Regions from separate parts of the Dromaius novaehollandiae genome. Here region 2 is linked to region 1. The links are chromatin contacts, called in public Hi-C maps. All regions are on one chromosome and are shown on one strand. The core of a region is the stretch at or near the end of the contact, and the rest is flanking DNA. Distances in the headings are between cores, read along the strand shown. Region 1 has its middle 32 kb from the start of SDR16C5. Region 2 holds the start of LOC112981615 (kinesin-like protein KIF20A).

Region 1 (5,629 bases), core at 2,116-4,615:
CTGTTGAAGATTCACTCAATGAAAGTGAAAAGACTGAAAGCAAACAGCTCTGATGATCTCAAATGCCAGCAATTTATTAATTTCTATGATTGTATCTACTGTGGGATCTTAGCCATATGGATTCATCTATTTTTGTTTCTTTATTTGCAATCTTGCAAATATAACATGAAAATGAATCTCAGTGATGCAAAGGAATGCATACATAGTATGACTTAACCATATTGGTTTTAGATAGAATTACTGAGGATGAGAAAGGAGAAGGAGGCTTCTGCAATTTTATGAGCTAATAAATATTCTCTATTTGCCACCTCAGTTTTATACCTAGGAAAATAATATTACTTATCATAAATCACCTTGAGATTTTCAACAATCTAGATAGTTTCATTGTTCAGAACAGAAAGGACTGAAACTAGATGGCTCTAAAATTCTTAAAACTAGCATTTCAAACTTCTTCTCTAGTCACTACAGAATTAATGGATTGTTTAGATATAGTCCTTCTTTAGATAACATTTTCTATGTGATATTTAGGACTTGTCAGGATGTTATGGTCATTCTTATTGTCTCTTAAACAAAATGCTGCCATGAAAATTGTTGTTTATTTTTTCACAAATACCGTTCTGTTTATCCATTAAAAAAGCACATAACTCATACTCAGTCTAATACTAAATCTAGCTGGACTCTTAGCTCTTCCCTGTAAAGCAGCAAAAAAAGGTAAGTTACTTTAATATATATTTACACATTGTATGTAAAACAGTAAAAGAAGTATTTTCAGACAAGGTAACTTCTAAATAATCTCTGTGTAAACTGTGTAAACTGTTTACTCTACTTAGCAGTAAATAGTTCAGAATTTTCCCTGTTCCTAATTCCTTGCCTTCTGTTTGATGATGTAGGGGGCTGGGTAGGGTGTTAGATAACTGCCTTTAAATAATATGATAGGAAAATACTTGAAGGCAGACAAGCATATAATTAAGTAAAGAATGAAATAGGAAAGAGGGAATATGTTGTTACGGAGCATGTATAATTTCTTTCCTCTCTAGAAGCTAGTTTTCTCAACTGATTTAAATATAAAATGAATCAAAAACTACATCCCCAAAATAAACTATTGCCTTGAAACTTCCCCTCTTTAATCACATTTACCGATTTTGGTGGCATGCGTGTTCTTAGAATTTCTTTGTGTTTTTCCAGCTACTTGTTATTTCTAAAATTAGAGCGTGATGCGGAGAAATCATAAAACGAATTCCTCAGGTTATGGCATTCAGCTATAAATTACATGTCAGTGTGTGCAGGTATGCACATAGTTCAGCAAGGGGTAAGGTAACGCAAACACTAATTTTACAGTAAAACACAGAGAATGTTAGTTCGTATCACAGAGTATTCTAGATGCATACAATTAATTAAAGGGTAAGTACAGTACAATTCACATTTCACCTCAGAATAGAGAAATGTTATCCTGGCCAACTTTTGAAATTAATTTCCAGTGGCTCAATCTTTCACTATCTCCGAAAACCTCAGAACAAGAGGTGAAATACTGCTTCTTGTAAAAAGGAGAACTTGCCTCTGTGAAGGGTAAGAACATATGAAGAATAAGAAAAGTGCCAGGAAAGATTCTGTGGTTGCTCTGGGATTTACTTAGAGTCTGAAAGAAAGCAAGCTTCAATTAATGATTGCTAGACTCAATATCTTCTCTATTATCTAAGGCTCCAGTGGTGTGAGCTCCAGCATGACCTTTAGCGATCAATAAATCTCCATCTGAGTTAAGTAGTTCTACAAATTAAACTGTGAAGCTATAAATTAAACTCTGAATGTTTTTTGGCAGTGCTACAAATTTGTATTTTTGTAGAGAAAACACATAATAATAATACCTTGTGTTTGCATGGCACCGTAAGCAATGGTCATAACCACTAAAAAAAAGTATTCCTGTGCAGACACAGTTTGTACTTATTTATATAAGAAGAAATACGTAACACGGAAGTTTGTTTGCTCTGACAAGTCCTTCATGAAACTTTGACAGGAATCTCTGTCACCAGGTTTCCAAAACCCTGTTTTTCTTTTAAGTGCTTACAATTCTGTTAATCATTGAAATGGCTTACAATTTAAGTGTTATATATTTTTAGGTTTCTGTTGCGTAAGTAGCTTTCTTATGAAAGGTAGGAGATTAAAATACAGACATTATCTTTATTTAGTTTTATTGTCTCATTAGTATTAGGTTTTGCACTTTCCTATCAGTATGACAAATACTTTTTTAGCTGGGGAATTAATTTGATTTTATTTATTTGTTTAGTCTGCCTAAGAGCTTTTGTCATGGACAAGGAAGCTTTGTAAGCTGCATAAAAAACTGGGATCTGATGGAGGAAGTAGAGGCTGGTATTCATTGGACAAGGGATTTGGGACCGAGCACAGAAGAAAATTGGGGGCGTTTTTGCAGGGTTTGGGCCTCAAACATAAGAACTTGACTACGGCATGAGAAAAATGTTGAGTGTTCACAACTTGTATGTCACACCCTACGACAGTATTTCAAATGTTCAAATGGCAGAACCAAATGCATTTGAAGGAAAGGGTGTGTTTACTTTTTACCCATTTACACGTTGTTCAAAGAAGCAGGTGTCAGGGTCACATCAGGACCAGCTCACATCATGGGAACTAGGCTCTCAGCTCTGTTCTGCTCAGCTTTGCAAAAATTCTTTATACCTCACTTATTAGCATGGCATTAGAAAATCATTCCAAGATATATTAAGCAGCATGACTTGCTTGTTGCATGCTGTTTGTCCTCTCATCTTCTTCCCAAGGGGAGATGCTTGGGCAGTGAAGTGTTGTCTTTTGGTAGGGTTGGTTTGTTTATAAATATTTATGTTGCTTCAGTGTTTTTGCTAGAGAAAGTCAAATAATTGTGTCTTGTACACAATTGGAAAGTCAGGTTTGCAACTGTCCTTATTTCCCAGGATATTTATTTCACAATTTCAGAGTGGCCTCCAAGAACATTCTGTCTTCTTGATAGACAACTTTTATGACAGCATTTATCCCTACTAAGGTGGAGACTGGGAGCAGGGGGAATGCTCTACAGGGACAGGCGTAGCTGTCAGCACAAGGCTCTAGATGTTTTTTGGTTATTGCGGGAAACCCCGCTGTGATGAGACGGACAAAACTTGGGTTTGACTTCTTTACAGGAAGAGAATGTAGACAGCCGAGGACAGATCTGATATACTCAAAATAAACAGCATGGCTGAGGGCTTTTTATTCTAGGTGGATTGTTCTAAGTGCTGAAAAGTTTGGTGACCAAATATATCAGACTCTTGTAGTCCAGCCAGGAAGCAAGTGAAGCATGAATAACTGAGTAACGTGTCACTGTCTGCCAGCATGGGATAGGGTCTTCTAGCCAATCAAAGCTCATAGTAAGCATTACTCATGGGTAATGCTATGTCTGAACTTAGCACAATCAAGGAATGCACAATCGAGGAATGCAAGAGGAATTCTAAATTATGGATTCAGTTGATCAATTACAGATGTGGATCGACTAACTCCAAAGTAGACTGCATTTTGCACTCCACAGAAAGGCTTTCCTCACTTCCTGATTCTTGCATGGATTCTGTTTCACACAGCTGTTTTCCATCCTTGGGCTAACTTTGTCCAAGTACAGAGCCAACAGGACAAAAGCAGGATGGTTGTATGGAGTAACTAATAGATTGAGCAGTTCATCACCTACCTCTTTCTAGTATCTGAGTCCATGCCACCTGACCATTTGAGGCTGACAAAATAAAAGACCCAAGAGAGATCCTTCCTGAACTCTACATGTGAGCAGTGTGTTGGTAGTTAGCAATTATTCATCACTGCAAGCTTGCAGGAAGGACTCAGAACAGCTTAGCACATTGTCCGTAATCCTTCCCATTTCTCTCAGAGGAAACAGCATATTCTCATGCTTGAGCATGTCAAGGGCTGTGGGAAGATGTGGGAGGGTGGGAATGGACTGACAGACTATTTCTCTATCTAAAGTCATTTCCATTAACAGTAGCAGAATTTAGCCACTCAAGCTAAATGGCTTTGTAGGTCTATGTCCAGGCCTGAGGCCAGGTAATCCCATCTCTTCTGTAGAGTAGGTGCTGCCTGTTGAAACCCACACTGGGCTGGCATGTAGTCCCCACCTCAGCACTATAACATCTGCTATTTTATTTTCCGCAGTTAATTGATCACAATGAAGACTGAAGATTTAGTGACCTGAACAGTTAAATACAATATGCCTGTCGAGATTAATTTTTCCATTTTTTTCCAGCCACAGCACTCCTTTACTTTATTATTCACAGCACGGAACAAACTGGTGTTTGGTCAAAACAGAAGCTTGGTAACAGTGCTTTGCATTTTGCACATCTTTGTTGCAATAGAATAGGAAAGAGTAATAATTTCTGGTAACCAATGAGAAGCAGACTGTGTGTAACCACTCAGGATGGAAAAATGTAAGTTATATCAGCAATATTCCTTGATTGAGGAAACTGTGAATGGTAGATGTACAATGCATATACTGTTGCAATTCTGTTATAAGATTATCAAAGCAGTAGAAAGAAAAGCAAACAAATCATATATTCCACAAATATTCTTTCTCCATGTTTTTATGTGTCCATTGTCATTCATAGCATTCAGTATATCTCTACCTATACTAAGCAGAGGCACTATCTGTTCCTGTAAATGACTGGTGCTGGTAATGCAGAATAAAGATAGAATGTCATGTATTTTTGGAAAACTATTATATTACCTTGCAGATCTACTGCCTCTTCTTTGAAGGAATCAATAAGCACGTGAAAATGGAGATCCAGTAGACATAGTCTATATAGATTCATAAAAGACATCTGACAAGATTACAGAAAATAACACTAACAAAAACTAACAGGAAAGCCACCATGTGATTAATAGTTGTTTAAAAAAATACTCCAAGATGTAGGAATAAATGTCAATTATCACAGACTACACAGAAAATCTTTAGAACCTGTGCTCAGACCTGATCTGTTCACTATATCCAGAATGACCACAAAAAGGTGCGACTTGGAAGATCACACAGTTTGCTGGTGGTGCACGTAAAAATGAGTTGGGCTGACAATGAAGAACTGCAGAAGAACCTCAAGAGATTGAGTGACGAGGTAGCAAAATAGCAAAGGATATTACATTTATGTAGACAAATGTAAAATGATATATATGGAAAAAACAATCCTAACTTTGCCTACAAATGTAATGATGGACCCAAGCTGTCCATAAAAAGGTAGTTACATGAAAATGCCAACCCAGTATTAAGTAATGGTATAAAAATGAAAGGAAATATTATGAACTATTAGGAAATGAATACTGAACAAGACAAAAATAACATCACTGTGTAAAATCAGTATAAGTGTATTATGAATACCAAGTGCATGACTGAAAGGTCATAGCAGAAATAAAAAGGTAGAGAGAAACCTAGCAAGGATCATTTTTGAACCATAGAATAGTCTTCCTATAAAGAACAGTTAAAATAGATTAGGATTACTAAACCTGGTGAAGAGACAGCTGGAAATATGATAAGAGGTCTACAGAGTAAGGGTGGCATGAAGAAGGAGAATAGAGAATCTTTGTTCTCTGTTTCACCAATAAAAACACTGGGAGACTAGGAAAA
Region 2 (5,629 bases), core at 1,022-3,521, 160 kb after region 1:
AAGATTGAGATTCCATTCACATTTTCCAAGACCTAAAAAGGTTGCCAAAGCTTGAGCTTCCTTCCTCAGGGGTATTCAAGAATCTCATCTGCCCACTCATCTTAATTTTATTTAATTTAAATCTTAGAAGGGTTCTATCCCTCTGGCTAGCAGCTTGAGAAACTTTGCTGGAAGGGAGAGGAGAGAGTCATTTATGCACTGAGATCACAATGAGCCTGTTTGCTTGGGAAACAGCTTAAAAATAATTGTTCTCTCAAAGAACTGTGAGAATAGAAAAAGTATCTCTTTTCCTATAGGTCAGTTTCTGATAATACATTATAGATGTGAACTATCTGATAAATATTTCCAGTCTTCATTTTTAAATTATTTTTATTTTATAGGGTGGTCTGAAAAGCATGTTAAAAATTTGACTTTGTTGTGAACACAAGTCAGACTGATTAAAATGGGATAAACTGGGGCAGACAAGTAATAGCCTAAAAAAAGTGCTACCAGCTGAGGCTGGCTGACCTTTGTATATGATAAGCTATTAACTTTCACCCAGGTCTTCTTCCCTCTGCCTGTTTAACCCAGTAACTTTCTGACCTAAAGTATTGGGAGGAGGGTGGGTTAGCTAGCTTTGAAATGAATGTGTGACTTCACTTCTGCCTTGGATGATCTTTCCTGATGGTCAGTAACTATTACTATTAAATAGCTTCCCATCAGCTCACAGGCTGACTGCATGTCCGAGTTAAATTGCGCTGCTGAACATACCCAAATGACTCAGTCCCCTCTATGTTCTTTGGGTAGCTGGGGCTCTTTAAAAGAAGTTCTCTGTAGTCTTTGAGTCTTTGGGGTTTTCTGTTTTCCTCTGCCTCTGACTTGCTTGTAAAAACAGGAATGCCTGAGTTTACTTTGCATTCCTGTTTGTGCTTCTCAAAAATAAAGCCACCTTGCTACTCTCCTAATTTCCTCTTTGCCAGATAAGCTGTCAGGGAGTTTGTGTCCATTTGTTTGTTTAATGGTTTAAGTTGATGGCCTGAATGCCCCGTTTCAAAATTACCTCACTGGGGAAATAGGTCCCTTCTTTCTGTGGATGTGGTGTGTTCCACTGAGCAGGTGCATAGTTCACTTAAATTGTCCTGATCATATTGGCATTATAACCGTAATATTATAAATACTATTACATTGTAACGATTATAACATGAACATTTTGTGATTTTTTTCATACAAAAATACTATGTAGTGTTGAAATAGTTGCAGAGCAGTCATAATAACCTTACATAACTTCTGATGGAAATATTTAGATATCTGCTCCTGCCCACCTGCCCCAGCACGCTCTCAGCGAAAGACACTTCTTCCCTTGGCTGTCGCTGTTGGCTGGTAGTTTCACGCTACCCCTTTGCCGTTCATAATCCAAATCCCCCCCGCCTTTCGCCTGTTAAAAATAACTAAGCCCCGCGTCACGGCCGCACGCCGGAGGACGGCCCTCGCTGGCCCGGGGGCGCCGGCTGCGTTGTGCTGTGCGGCGGCGGCCCCTGCCGGGCGGAGGGAGGCGCCGCGCGGCGGCGTCGGACGGCTCCGCTCCCCCCCCGCCCCCCCGGCCAATCAGCGCCCGACTCCCCCCGCTCAAATCCTCCTTCCGCCGCCCGCGTGGGGTGTTTTCTGGGTTCCCGCGCGTGGCAAGGTAGCGGCCGTTGGTGCTGCGCGCCGGCGGCCGGGGCGGCGCTCGCCTCCGGCCATGCCCGGCCTCGCGCCCGCCGCGGGGCGGCTTGAAGCCCTGCAGGGCGATCTCCTCCGCGGGACGCTGACTCCCTTGCGCGGCTGGGCCGTCGCCCGGCGGTGCCGGCTTGGCCCCTGCAGCTGCCTTGCCAGGCTGACGGTGCTTCGGCTCGCTGAGGCCAAGCCGGCACCTTGGCCTCGGTGCCAAAGGGCTGGCCGCAGGCCGGGGCTGTACCTGGAGGCAGAGGCCTGAGGGGCCGAGCTCCCGACAGCTGGGGGTGTTCAGCCTTTTGGGGAGTGGTGGGTACGGGTGGTGTCCCCAGCTCTTCCAAGTGCATGAGGATAGTGCCCAGCTGAGGCAGTTGGTGTCCTTTGGCTTGTGTATTTCTTTAATATAACCCAACTGTTTGGTCTTTAAGGTTCCTTCATACTCCTAAACTTCTTATGAGGACCTTATTTTCTTAAGAAGTGTTTGCTTGTGTACAGATTAACCAGATCCCTGTTTCAGTCTTTGTATATTTTTGCCTGTTCTTTGAGAAAACTGTGCCTTTTTTTTCTTACAAGTTCCTCAGCACAGAGCAATGGATGATGAGGGGAAAAACTATGTCTCTGCAGAAGAATCTGATATGTTGGAATCAGTTTCTTTTCTGGACTTTGGGGGAAAACCCTCACCTATGGAGTCAACAGTATTGCCTAATACAGAGGAGCAGGAGGTGTGGATGGGTTTTGGAATATGTCTTTTAATTATGCTTCTTTTTCAAGCTTTGATTCTGGAAAATACATCTTCAGTAAGAACATATCTTTTCCCCTTGCCTTGAAGATATGTTTGATTGTTCTGCTTATTTCTCACTGTTTACAAATGGATCATGTCCAGTAGCAAATACTGTTGTCCTAGGCTTTTGAGAAGGAAGTAAAGAATTTCAGTACTTGCACTGAATGTATTGGTACCCTGTTGTTCTGGTTAGCAAGCTAAAAAGGTTATAGGTCCTTGTTGAAAGCCTCTTAGATGCTTGGTAATAAAAATCTATAATACTGCATACTTTTATGTTCAGTGGAGCGCTGGTCACGGCAGGGCTCTAGAAAAGTCTGGTAAATCTGTCTGCTACGTGAACAAGTTGCCAAAGTAGAGACATCTGAGCTCTGAGAAAGGAAGGAACGCTGGGATAGCTGTAAAAATCTCCCACTATTATCACTGCACCTAGATGGGGAGACCTTTGCACAACAGGAACCGGACGGAAAAGCCTATCTTAGTAACCAGAAACCTTTTTGTGATTGTTCCTGTGCAGAATGTGAGGGGTTAGTGACTGGATGGTAAAAATGCAGTAATATGAAGGTAAAAAGGTGTTGATCTATTAACTGAACATGCTCTGTACAAAATGGAAGTACAGAGCTGCAGAGCAGCTATTAGAAAATACAGCTTGAATTCAGTGCACGTGGTGACCAGAAGGTGGAAGCAGTGCAGTTTAATCCTCCAATAACATGCTCTTTTTAAATCATTGGTCGTCATACAAAAGAACACTAATGGGGGGAGGCAAAGGGGAGCTTGAATGAAAAACAGATTACTTTAGGACACCAGGCGGTCAAGAAACAAATGACAGCTTAGGGTATGATGTTTACAAGGAAGGAGAAATAGAGGCAGTAAGATAGGAAATACTGTATCACAGATGTATGCTGATAAATGATTTTGGGGGAGTTCAATTTTAAAAGTGACAGTTATAACACTTTTTTCTTTATGAATAGGCATATCAACCTTTGAAAGTCTTCTTGAGAGTGAGGCCCTTTTCTGTAGCAGAGCTTGAAAACCATGAATCTCAGGTTAGTTGTAGAGTCAAGTTATTCTTCTCCCCTGAAGAACTACTTGTATTGTAAGGTGGGATTTCCTTTTATAAAAGCAATGTTTGCTACTTCTAAATAGAGTTAGTGGATGCTTGGGTAAACGTGACTTTTTTAATTGAAGCTTTTAATAATTTGCCTGGTACACACGTACTCGCACACACTGCCCCCTACCTGTCGTTCTGCAAAACTTCTTTGGTACCTTATTTAAAAATTGGTGTCACTCTTGGCTCTGTGCAGTGCTTGAGTAACAAAGGGGTATCGTGCAAGAGATCATGCACTTTGAGGCGTAATTCAGGTTTTTGACCCTTGAGTTCCTTTGGAATGTCTGAATGGGTAAATGCCTTGTTCTTTCAATTTGTTCTATAACCTCTATGGTTTTTTCTGTCAGTTTTAGATGCTTCAATATTTTGTGCATACATGCACTCACGCGCACACACGAGTACTCCAGTTTTCTTCCCATCGTGAACACTGATGAAAAGAATTCGTTTGGCTTTCCTCAGAATACAAGTCTACTGCAGTGTATCTTCTATCTGTCAGCCCTGATCATTGATGGACTTCTTTTTGCTGACCCATTTGAAGAAGGAATTAATATTGGTTTTGATCCTTTAGCTGATTTGCGTCTTGAGATTTGCTTGATGTGTGTGTTCCCCTCCCATGTGTAGTTGTCATCTTGCATTTAATCTGCCAAAGTTGGAACCTTTTTATTTTCTTCACTTGGGTGCTTTTTCCAGAATCCATTTACCTTTCTTCAGGCCTTTCTCGTTCAGCAGTACGGCCTGGCACACTGTTTCCAGGATGGAGTCATTCAGCAATCTGAGGTGATTGTAAGGATAAACTGATCTACAAAATCAAATTGTTCTACAAGTTGCTTCTTTCTCATTCTTCTCTGGAATGGAAAACTTCTGAATACCCTACCGTTAATGAAACTACTTGTATGTTCTTAAAAGTGAGGGATGTGAATATCTGTAATTTGCAGTAAGTTTCTTAAAACTCTTGCTTTCAGGTAGTTCTTCATAAAATAGTTGATCTTGCAACACATTAGTGGTATATATTGATTTTTGCACTGCATGAAGGCTTTCCTTCTCAGCCTCCAAAAACTCTGAATTGGTCTGCAAGGTAATTCTTCAACATCTTGTACGTTTTCCATTACTGATGAGCTTAACTATCACCTGAATCCATTAGGAAGATGCTTAGTAACAAACAGAAAAAACTTCTAATGTCTGTAATGGAGAGCTCAACTTAATTCTTTTGTTCTTTCTTCTCCCTGCCATACCTAATTTTCAGGAAACCATTTTTCCTCCAAATACGTAGCACATCAAAAAAAAAACCCACCTCATTTTAGTTGTAGTTTGATGCTTTAAATGGAGGCACTCCACAAGTTAACTCAGCTATTGTTGCTTACAGAGACAATGACTTAAGCAAGCAAGGCAAAAGTGCCCAAGATGAAATTCTATAGGCTTTATACAACTGCCAGTTGTATCCAGAGAGTATAAGGGGTCAGAGCATGGCACAGGTGGAGCAAGTGTTTGGCCTGAGCTTAGTACCCGTTCTTACAGCTTCTAAACCAGTTCATAAGCTGGCTTGTTAAGTGAGACTGCTGGGAAAAGTGATATTGATATGTACATGCTACACACGATTATTAGTATTACCAGTTCTGGCTAGCCTCCAAAATGTTGGATTTAGTAGCAATTGATAATCCCTGTGCTGATGCTTCGAAGTGCTTTCAAGCTGTTTTGGTAGTTCAGATTTTATTTCTGGTAGCCTGTCTGCTGTAAAACTCTCCGGTGGTACGCATTCTACATTTGTCTAGTTAAGTGAATGCTAGGTAATTGTATCTAATATTTACTTAGTTAAGAAATAGCAATCAAATTAGACTTGAAACTAATTCAAGTCTTTTCATTACTGATGACACCATCTATCTGTCAAAAGATAACGCTTCAAATATGTTTTATTTTGTTTATGCTGTTCATAGCTTGTTTTTCACTGCAAATGATTCAAGTGGAAAACTAATACATTTCTATATAGCTTTGCTTACAGTTATATATAGGGTACTGTAAGCCAGAATCATAATATACTAGTGTTCAGAAAGTGTGAA

What was found. Hi-C and Micro-C count contacts between places; a contact is called where the count stands out from the background.
Region 2: a contact with region 1 is called in a Hi-C map of blood, with 2.7 times the contacts expected there. The contact joins the promoter of LOC112981615 here to the enhancer-like site in region 1. A contact is called at or near these places in 4 of 4 Hi-C or Micro-C datasets (blood, brain, liver and 1 more).

Annotation. Positions count from the first base shown.
Region 1 is chr2:134,963,451-134,969,079 of bDroNov1.hap1, forward strand. No RefSeq gene overlaps it. Among named protein-coding and RNA genes, the nearest start is that of SDR16C5, 32 kb to the left of the region's middle. Within about 2 kb of position 3,366, at least 2 of the 2 cell types and tissues checked have open chromatin away from gene starts, as enhancers often do.
Region 2 is chr2:135,120,930-135,126,558 of bDroNov1.hap1, forward strand. It overlaps LOC112981615 (kinesin-like protein KIF20A), which reads left to right and starts at 2,272. Exons shown (of 18, transcript XM_026097410.2): 1 at 2,272-2,411; 2 at 3,439-3,513. The coding sequence starts at 2,280.